Linked DNA regions of Sus scrofa: region 1 is linked to region 2. The links are chromatin contacts, called in public Hi-C maps. All regions are on one chromosome and are shown on one strand. Each heading gives the region's core, a stretch centred on a gene start, on an enhancer-like site or on the middle of the called end of the contact. The rest is flanking DNA. Distances are from core to core; before and after follow the strand shown.

Region 1 (4,043 bases), core at 985-3,484, 100 kb before region 2:
AGCTCCTTGGAATTATCTCAGTCATCCTTCACATGTGGCTTTACCAAAGGCTTTGAACCTAAAAACAAACCTACAATTTCGAATTAGTAATTTTTAATTATGAATGGGATAAGAACAAGCCATCAGATGATGGCTGTGGGGGTGCTAATTTCCAACAAGCCACTTTGTTGAAATGTTTCTTCCGAGAGACCAGGTATAAATCAGAACCTTCAAAAAGCAGGGGAAGAACCAAAATACAAGAAAGAAGCCTCTTGCAGCTTAAACGTCACATAGTCCTAAACCTCTGACAAAGGCTAATAAGCAAAGCCTCTTTCCTGCAAAGTCTGGGTTTCCAGTATTTCCATGTGGCGGAGCTTTCGGACACACTCACTCAAGCATATCATGAGTTTAAATACCATCGTGGCTCCGGCTGCGTTAATTATGCCGGAAGAGTTTAATACCCATCCAAGTCCAGAGGTGGAAGAACACGTAAACGGGGATGGTGATGGGCAGGAGCAGACTGTAGAAGCACAGGCTGGCTGTGCTGGTGCAGCCCTGGGGGAAGCTCTCTTCCACGGAGGCGGAGTACAGCAGTCCTCCCAGAGAGACCAGGGGGACAAGGACAGTCAGCGTGGGAAGAGACAGAAACATTCTTCTCTCCCACCCACCACCCGCCACGCTGGCTTCTTCGAAGGTGGATGGTGTTTAGAAAATTTCCTTGTGTTGTGTTTACGTATGACCTAGTGCTGCTTCATTTCTTCTTGCTTCTTATTTTGATGTGTCATCCTAGCTGCCTGTGGTATCATATTAGGAATCCCGTCAATAATCGGATAGGCTATTCCCAGCTCTTCATTAATCAATTCATTTGTCGATGGTTCATATCTGAGGGGCAGAAGAAAACCAAAATGAATCCCGGAAGAGTCTGAGGTTCAATAAACAGTAACATTTATCCAATTCTTCACACAGTTAGAGCCAGAAAAGCAGAATTAGACTGTTTTTCATTCTAAAAGCAGCAGTAGCCAATTCAACCATTTCTCTTAGAAAAGGAATCTCTAATTGTTCCCATTTTAGTCTGTTTCTCTCATTTTCTTTTTCACGTTATTCTTAAGCTATGCCTTAGTGGAAAAAAAAAAAGAAAAGATCTCTCCTTTTCATCCAAATATTCCTTCATGACTCTTTTAAACCCTCAAACGATCCCAGCTAATTTACTACTGGAACAGACACGAGAGGAAAATTCAGCTTCTTCGCTTATCAGAACACCTGCCTCACTGATCCATGAGAAGGAAACCACGGAAGCAGCAATCTACCACCCAAAGGCAGCCACTGATGACACTGCGGTGTTTGCTAGTATTGTCCACGTTCAGGTTTAGCAGCCTGCAACTGCAGAGATGTTTATCCTAAAGAGTCTAGGTGAAAGGTTAAGAAGGCCTTTACAGAACCGGCTGGTCGAGAACTAAAAACCAAAGGGCCGCACACGTAGCTGATGCGCTTAAGATCCTACCCGGCGTTTTCGCAACAATCTGGAAGCTATCACATTTTTCATCGCCTTGCCTTAAAAATCTGAATGCCATGGATTAGTCTTCCGAATCCCGAGTTCATAACCCTGGCTGTACAGGAAGATCACTTGGGATCCTTTCAAGAAAATACGCAGTTGCTCTGGCTCGGCCCCAAGGCCTTCGGATTGAGCCCGGGTGGGGCGTTGCCTAGAGATCTGCGTTTTAAGAAGGATTCCCCCGAGATTCTAAAACGCTGCCGGCGGAGAAGCTGCCCGCCAGGATCCAGGCCTGCGAGTGGCCGGTTTGGTCCGGGAGGCCTGGGGCTCGGCTGGGGCCTCCTCCCGCCCTTCCCGCGGCGGAGCGAGTACCCGGGAAGCTGGCGGGCCCGGGTCCAAAACATGGCAGCGAAGAACACCCGGGTGACCTGAACGTCTCCCCGGCGACAGGGGGCCACCAGGGAAAAGCCGCAGCGGACGAATCTTACCTGAGCGGCTTCTTGGACAGCGGGCACACCAAGAACTCCAGCAGCGCCGGGTCGAAGGCGCGTGGCGGTTTCCCCTCCTTCTTGTTCTCGTCCGCGGACGGCCGCGAGCCCGAAGCGTGCAGGCACCTCCTGGCGACCGCGGACGGCGGCGCGCGTGTCCCTCGCAGCGCTAAGGCGAGCCGACCGCGCGCTCCGCTCAGCATGGTCTGGCCGCCGGCGCGCGGACCTCCGCACCCCCTGGGCCGCTCCGGCCGCTCCAGCCGATCCCGGGGAGTCCCGCCCAGGCGGCCAGGCCCCGCCCCCCGGTGCTCGGGAAACGCTGCCCCCGACGGCTGGAGGCCCGCTCTTTGGTTCCGAGGGCGCTCGGGACCCGACTGCTTTTCCCGCGGCACCGCTCGGTATGGAGAGCCCCGCCTGCAGCCTGGGCTTTCTGCGGCTCTTCCTGCCCGTTTGCAGGTTGCAGACAAAACCCACGCTCAAGTGGAGGCGTCCTGAGTTTTCACCAGGGCCTGTCGCAGGGCCTCCAGGAAGCCAGTGGCCGGACCTCAGAGTCACACAGTGATAGACTTGGACCTCCGTGGTTATCACCAAAAGGAGGTTTCCAACACACTGTCACACTGGGTATGTTAAAAAGCATTACTTGTTTTATGTGTATCTGTCAGTCTTTGCAGTACCACACTTCCTATAACCTTGTTTGGCTTTTTTTTTTTCTCCTTTCATTAAAAAAAATATAAGAACGGGAAAAGAATGGCTTAGTCCTCTTAAACTTAAGATGCCCAGTTTCTTACCCTGGGCTCAATGGCATAATAATAGCACCACTCATTTGCTTCTGTAAATGAGCTTGGAAACCGCAAGGAGTCTAAGTAACTGTGTCCTTTAATTAAGTGGGTGATCCACACAGTGGTTTTTTTCTCGCCCCGCATTTGCTTCTGACTCTCCCAGAAAATGATGCGGATTTGATCTCTTTCTTATAGTGTAGGAGGTAAGTGCCGGGGGTCCGGGCCTGACACCTTGGTCCCAGGTGCATCGTTTACTAGTTGTAGGGCTCCCGCAAATCTCCTAACTCCCCAGCTTTCTTTTCTTTTTCTTTTTTTTTTTTTTTTTTTTTTTTTTGTCTTTTTGCCATTTCTTGGGCCGCTCCCGCGGCATATGGAGGTTCCCGGGCTAGAGGTCGAATCGGAGCTGTAGCCGCCGGCCTACGCCAGAGCCACAGCCACGCGGGATCCGAGCCGCGTCTGCAACCTACACCACAGCTCACGGCAACGCCGGAACCTTGACCCACTGAGCAAGGGCAGGGACCAAACCCGCAACCTCATGGTTCCTAGTCGGATTCGTTAACCACTGCACCACGACGGGAACTCCCTCCCCAGCTTTCTTATCTGTGTAATTAGATTAATTATTGTTCCTACCTCATATAATTCCATCCTGGGGCTTAAAATGTGCTAATGAATGCAAAGAGTATTTAGAAAAATGCCTGTGGCAAATGAATGCTCAGTTAATGGCATATGTTGTCATTTTTATTTTCTCTATTCTTTGCAGCCCAGTATACTAGAAGATTCTTGGTTAGTCATCAAAATCCACCCCCTTTTTTTGTCCTTTTAGGGCCGCACCTGCAGCACATGAAAGTTCCCAAGCTAGATAGAGCTCAAATACGAGCTGCAGCTGCCAGCGTACACCAGAGCCACAGGAAAGCCAGATCTTAACCCATTGAGCGAGGTCAGGGATCAAACCCGCATCCTTATAGATACTAGTTGAGTTCGTAACCTGCTGAGCCACGAGGGGAACGTCCAAATTTTCTCGTTGTCTCGCTAAATATTGAATCTTTTCTTGCATCGTTGGGGCTTTACCACTTCACACTTTGAGCTCCTGGGAGGTGGGGATAGGAGTTGAGGGATATATAGATACACATACAAGATTGTATGTCCAAATTTCTCTTCCACTCAGCAGTGCAAAAGCAGAGGCAATTTGTGTTGTCTGTTCACTCTACTTTAAAAAATCTACTACATCATTGGATGCTCTTTGTTCACTAATGTGCAAAAGATTTCAGCCTGAGGCAGCTGTCAGGGATGTAGCCTCAAGAGGTC
Region 2 (4,244 bases), core at 1,066-3,565:
GTCGTTTGAGACATCTTCAAGCCTGACCTTTTTATTTGGATGCGAAAGACTGTATGTTCAACTGGTTTTCCTTAGCATTTCTTAAGATGAGGCCGGCTTCCTGGAGCCGGCACTGTAGCTCCTGTATGTACCCGAGCAGGTGCTCTGGTGCTGTCCTTGTGCGGAAAACAAGACCTGGGAGGCAGAAAGCGTTCGCGGTAACCTGTGCACCGACCTTTGAGAGACCGTTGGAATTTGGTGCTGGGGATTAAGACTGCAACTCCTCTTGGGAGGGTTTTGAGTGATCACCTAGAAGGTTTAGGAATTTAACGATTCGGAGTTAGATACACTCTGGATCACCCCTGCCGTGGTCCCTTCTGCTTGTAGGATTCCCTCTACCTGAGCTGTCGGGTAGTTTGCAGGTTTACAGTCCTTCTCTCTTAAAATCCGTTGAAAGTGTTGGGTGGCGCCATGGTTGGCAGTTTTGAGCTCCTGAAAATAACTGAGTCATTGTCGCTGATCTTACTCTGATAGTGAAATGCTGATAACTCAGAAACACACCGCCTTCTCTCCTCCCTGTGCCTGTGACAGGCCTCTTCTGTTTTCATTGAATTGGGCTTGTTGCATCTAAAAGCATCCATAGTAAATTTAGATTTAGGGCTTTAAAAAATATTCTCAGACGTTCTTCGTGGTAAGTGTTTTGAGGCTCTGTATGTGTACGTTAAAACCCAACATTAAAGTCACCTGGCCCTGAACTGAGATCCACTCCTCTGACCTCTATCGTAGCTAATCTTTCTCTCTCATTTTTTTTTTTTTTAGTTGAAAGGATTTAGTTTCATTATTGTGTGAACTTGGGGTGTCATACATAGGGTTCAGCAAATCAGTGTTTAATATGCTCAGGTAACTTAAATGAAGCATCAGCTGCTCAGAGACGCTGCCCGCCACCAGGAGTCCAGCCCTTCACTGTACATTCTGTGGGAAGGTTAAACCCAATTGTAGTTAGAGCATTTGTGAGAGAGCTGTGCCTTTGCCTTTTTTTTTTTTTTTTTTAATTCAGCCAATGAAACAAAGAGTTTGTGGACTTTCTCTGCTAAAAAAAAAAAAACAAAACAAAAAAAAAACAAAAACCCATAGCAGGAAAAAAAATAATGTTATTTTAAAAATCAGACTCTGGGTTTCCAGTTGCAGGCAGGACAGAGTAAGCACATTCCTTGCTGTCTGTCCTACTGAATGCACCCGTAAAACTTGGACCGAATACATGCAGCAGCTGTTTGAGGACTCCGAGAAGCAAATAATGGCAGGTGGATTGGGAAAGAAGACTAGGAATTCAGAGTACCACTGAACTGGCAATGAGTTGACCATTTTCCCCCTCTGGTCCTCCTGCCGTTTGGCCCAGAGGCAGGCTCAGCTGTGGAAGTACAGTATGTAGGCTGGAGAGCTGAAAAGGGAGAGATCTCAGAGAAGCAGGAGCTTGGAAGAGCAACTCTGTAGTCATCTCGGAACTCTTGGGCTCAGCTGAGCTGTATGTGTGGATCTGACCCTGCAAAGCATGTGAGTGACTCTGAGAATTTAACCAACAAATAGACTACCCCTCAGGTTCCACACTGGCCACTGTGAGGTGCATGCAGGACACAAATCCAAGTAACACTGCAGAAGCTTTGAAAAATGAAACAAAATTTCTGATGTTCAGCAAGGATTAAAATGAGACCCAGAATCTTTTTCTTTTTTGGCCACACCTGTGGTGTGTGGAAGTTCCCAGGCCAGGGATGGAATCTGAGCCACTGCTGTGACCTACACCACAGCTGCAGCAACACTGGATCCTTAACCCACTGCGCCACAGCAGGAACCCCAAGACCCAGAATCTGATCATATGCAAAATGTTCACGATACAGTCATGGTCAGCATATAAAAACCCAGGGAAATCTCCGTTAGCACGGGGAGAAACAGTGTTGCCAACGCTGGAAGGACAGAGGTGTTGGGACTGTCTGAGAAGGACGTCCCTATTATGGGGACGTCCCAGCAAACCGACTCAAAACTGCTGTGAAACAAATGGAAAACTGAAATTCTTTGCAAATAAATAGATGATGTCAAGAACCAATACAGTAATCAAAATGAAAATCTCACTGGATGGTTTCAGTACAGAATGGAGATGACAGAGGAGGGAATCCGTGAAGTTGAAAATAGATGAAGAGAAATTATGCAATCTGCATAACAGATATTTAAAAACAGATTGGGACGAAAAATGAACAGGATTTCGGGGACTCACAGGACAAGAACCACAGGTCTAACCTCGTGTCATTGGAGGACTAGCAGGAGAGGAGGAAGCACGTGGTGCTGAATGTGGTAATGGCTGGAAAGTTTCCACATTTGGCAGGAAATGTCAATATACAGATCAAGAATTCCAGTAAACCAAGCAAGACAAATTCAAAGAAATCTACACTGAGCTAGGTCATAATCACATTTCTGAAAACCAGAGGCAAAGAAAATACTTGAACGTCGCCAAAGAAAAACAACATATTACCTACAGAGAAACAGTGATTGAAAGGACTGTGGAGCCTGTAAGTGGCCCGGTGTTTTTAAAGTGCTGGAGGAAGTCAACCCAGAATTCTGTTTATAGCGAAAAAAAAAAAAAAAAAAAGCCTTCATGAATGAAGGCGGAATGAAGTCACTTTGAGATGAAGGAAAAGGCAAAAAATTCACAGCCGGCAGACCTGTACTAAACAGGAAAGTTCCTTGGACAGAAGGGAGACGATACCAGAAAGAATCCGGGAGAGAATATTGGGACATCAGTAATGAAGGAAGAGCAACAAGTAGCAGATACCTGGGTAAATATAACAGACCAGTCTCTCCTCAGGGGCTTTATTTATTTATTTTGTCTTTTTGCCATTTCTTGGGCCACTCCTGCGGCATATGGAGGTTCCCAGGCTAGGGGTCCAGTCGGAGCTGTAGCCGCCAGCCTACGCCAGAGCCACAGCAACATGGGATCCGAGCTGCATCTGCAACCTACACCACAGCTCACGGCAACGCCAGATCGTTAACCCACTGAGCAAGGGCCAGGGATCGAACCTGCAACCTCCTAGTTCCTAGTCGAATTCATTCACCACTGCACCACAACGGGAATTCCTCGGGTGCTTTAAAATTTTTTGACGATTGAAAGCAAAAGCTATAACATTGTGATAGAGTCTTCAATCTATGTGGATGCAGTAGTTAAGATGACTATATATGTATATATTATATAATATATATATGTTATTATATATAGTGTTGTTATATATGTATGGGAGAGAAGTAAAGGGACCTGTATGGTCATAAAGTTTCTACATTCCACTTGAAATGATAAACTCTTGATTCTCAGTTGACTTTGAAAAGCTGTTTATACTGTACTCTCTAGAGCAGTCAAATATACCAAGATACAAAAAACACAATGAACTAAAATGGAATGCTCGGACATGTTTAATGTAAAAGAAGGCGGGGATGAGGAAAGCAAGCAATGAAAAGCAGGGAAGAAATAGAAAGCAAACCATCAAAGGGCATACGTCCAAACATATCAATACTTCCATTAAATATGGTTAAATAAAACAGTGAATGCAGATATTATATTAGAGTTTAAAAAATAACCCAACGGTATAGGAAGGTTAAAATACCCACTTCGGGGTATTTACTTCAGAGAAATGAAAACTTATTTTCACACAGAAACCTGTGTATGAGTGTTTATTGCATCTGTATTTATAATCGCTTAAAACTGGACTCAGTGCTTTGTGGTACATCCACAGCACAGCGGAATCCTGTTCCCTAACAAGAAGGAACACACTCTTGGTACATGTGACAACCTGGGTGAATCTCAGAGGTGTTAGATGGGGCGAAAGAATCCAGTTTCCAAAGGTCAAATACTCTATGACTCCGTCAGTGTGACGGTATTGAAAATATAAAACCACCGTGATAGAAAGCAGATCAGTGGCCACCAGGAGTTGGGTCAGTGGCTAAGGAATGGTACGAGGGGCTTTTTGGGGGGTGATGGAACTGTTCGTGTCTTGACTTTTGGCCCTGGTTACATGTGCTTAAACTCAGAGTTGTGCACTAAAAAAGCTCATCAGTTTTACTCTTTGATCATTAAAATTAAAAACAAAGCCAACACTGACTCCGATTGGGGTGCTTTGGCTGAGGAACACGGTAGAATTCCTTGTACGGAAGTGACTGTGTCAGGGAAGGGGCAGTCACTTTAAAGTGAGTTGGGTTCTAGAGTTGAGGTCCCAGGTCCTCCGAAA

The links. A called contact is a pair of places that touch in the nucleus more often than the background predicts.
Region 1: a contact with region 2 is called in a Hi-C map of alveolar macrophages, with 2.4 times the contacts expected there. The contact joins the promoter of PIGY here to the enhancer-like site in region 2. A contact is called at or near these places in 1 of 5 promoter capture datasets (liver), 10 of 47 Hi-C or Micro-C datasets (alveolar macrophages, embryonic fibroblasts, fetal skeletal muscle and 5 more) and 1 of 2 datasets of contacts at active chromatin or transcription factors (alveolar macrophages).

The regions. Positions count from the first base shown.
Region 1 is chr8:130,525,762-130,529,804 of Sscrofa11.1, reverse strand. PIGY (phosphatidylinositol glycan anchor biosynthesis class Y) reads right to left here and starts at 2,234. Exons shown (of 2, transcript NM_001271967.1): 1 at 1,960-2,234; 2 at 1-861. The coding sequence starts at 630. The coding sequence ends at 415. PYURF (PIGY upstream reading frame) reads right to left here and starts at 2,234. Exons shown (of 2, transcript NM_001271968.1): 1 at 1,960-2,234; 2 at 1-861. The coding sequence starts at 2,162. The coding sequence ends at 720.
Region 2 is chr8:130,425,647-130,429,890 of Sscrofa11.1, reverse strand. All of the region lies in intron 2 of HERC3 (probable E3 ubiquitin-protein ligase HERC3), which reads left to right. Among named protein-coding and RNA genes, the nearest start is that of HERC3, 40 kb to the left of the region's middle. Within about 2 kb of position 2,315, at least 3 of the 83 cell types and tissues checked have an H3K27ac peak or open chromatin away from gene starts, as enhancers often do. A contact at or near this core is called in alveolar macrophages, where this site is marked.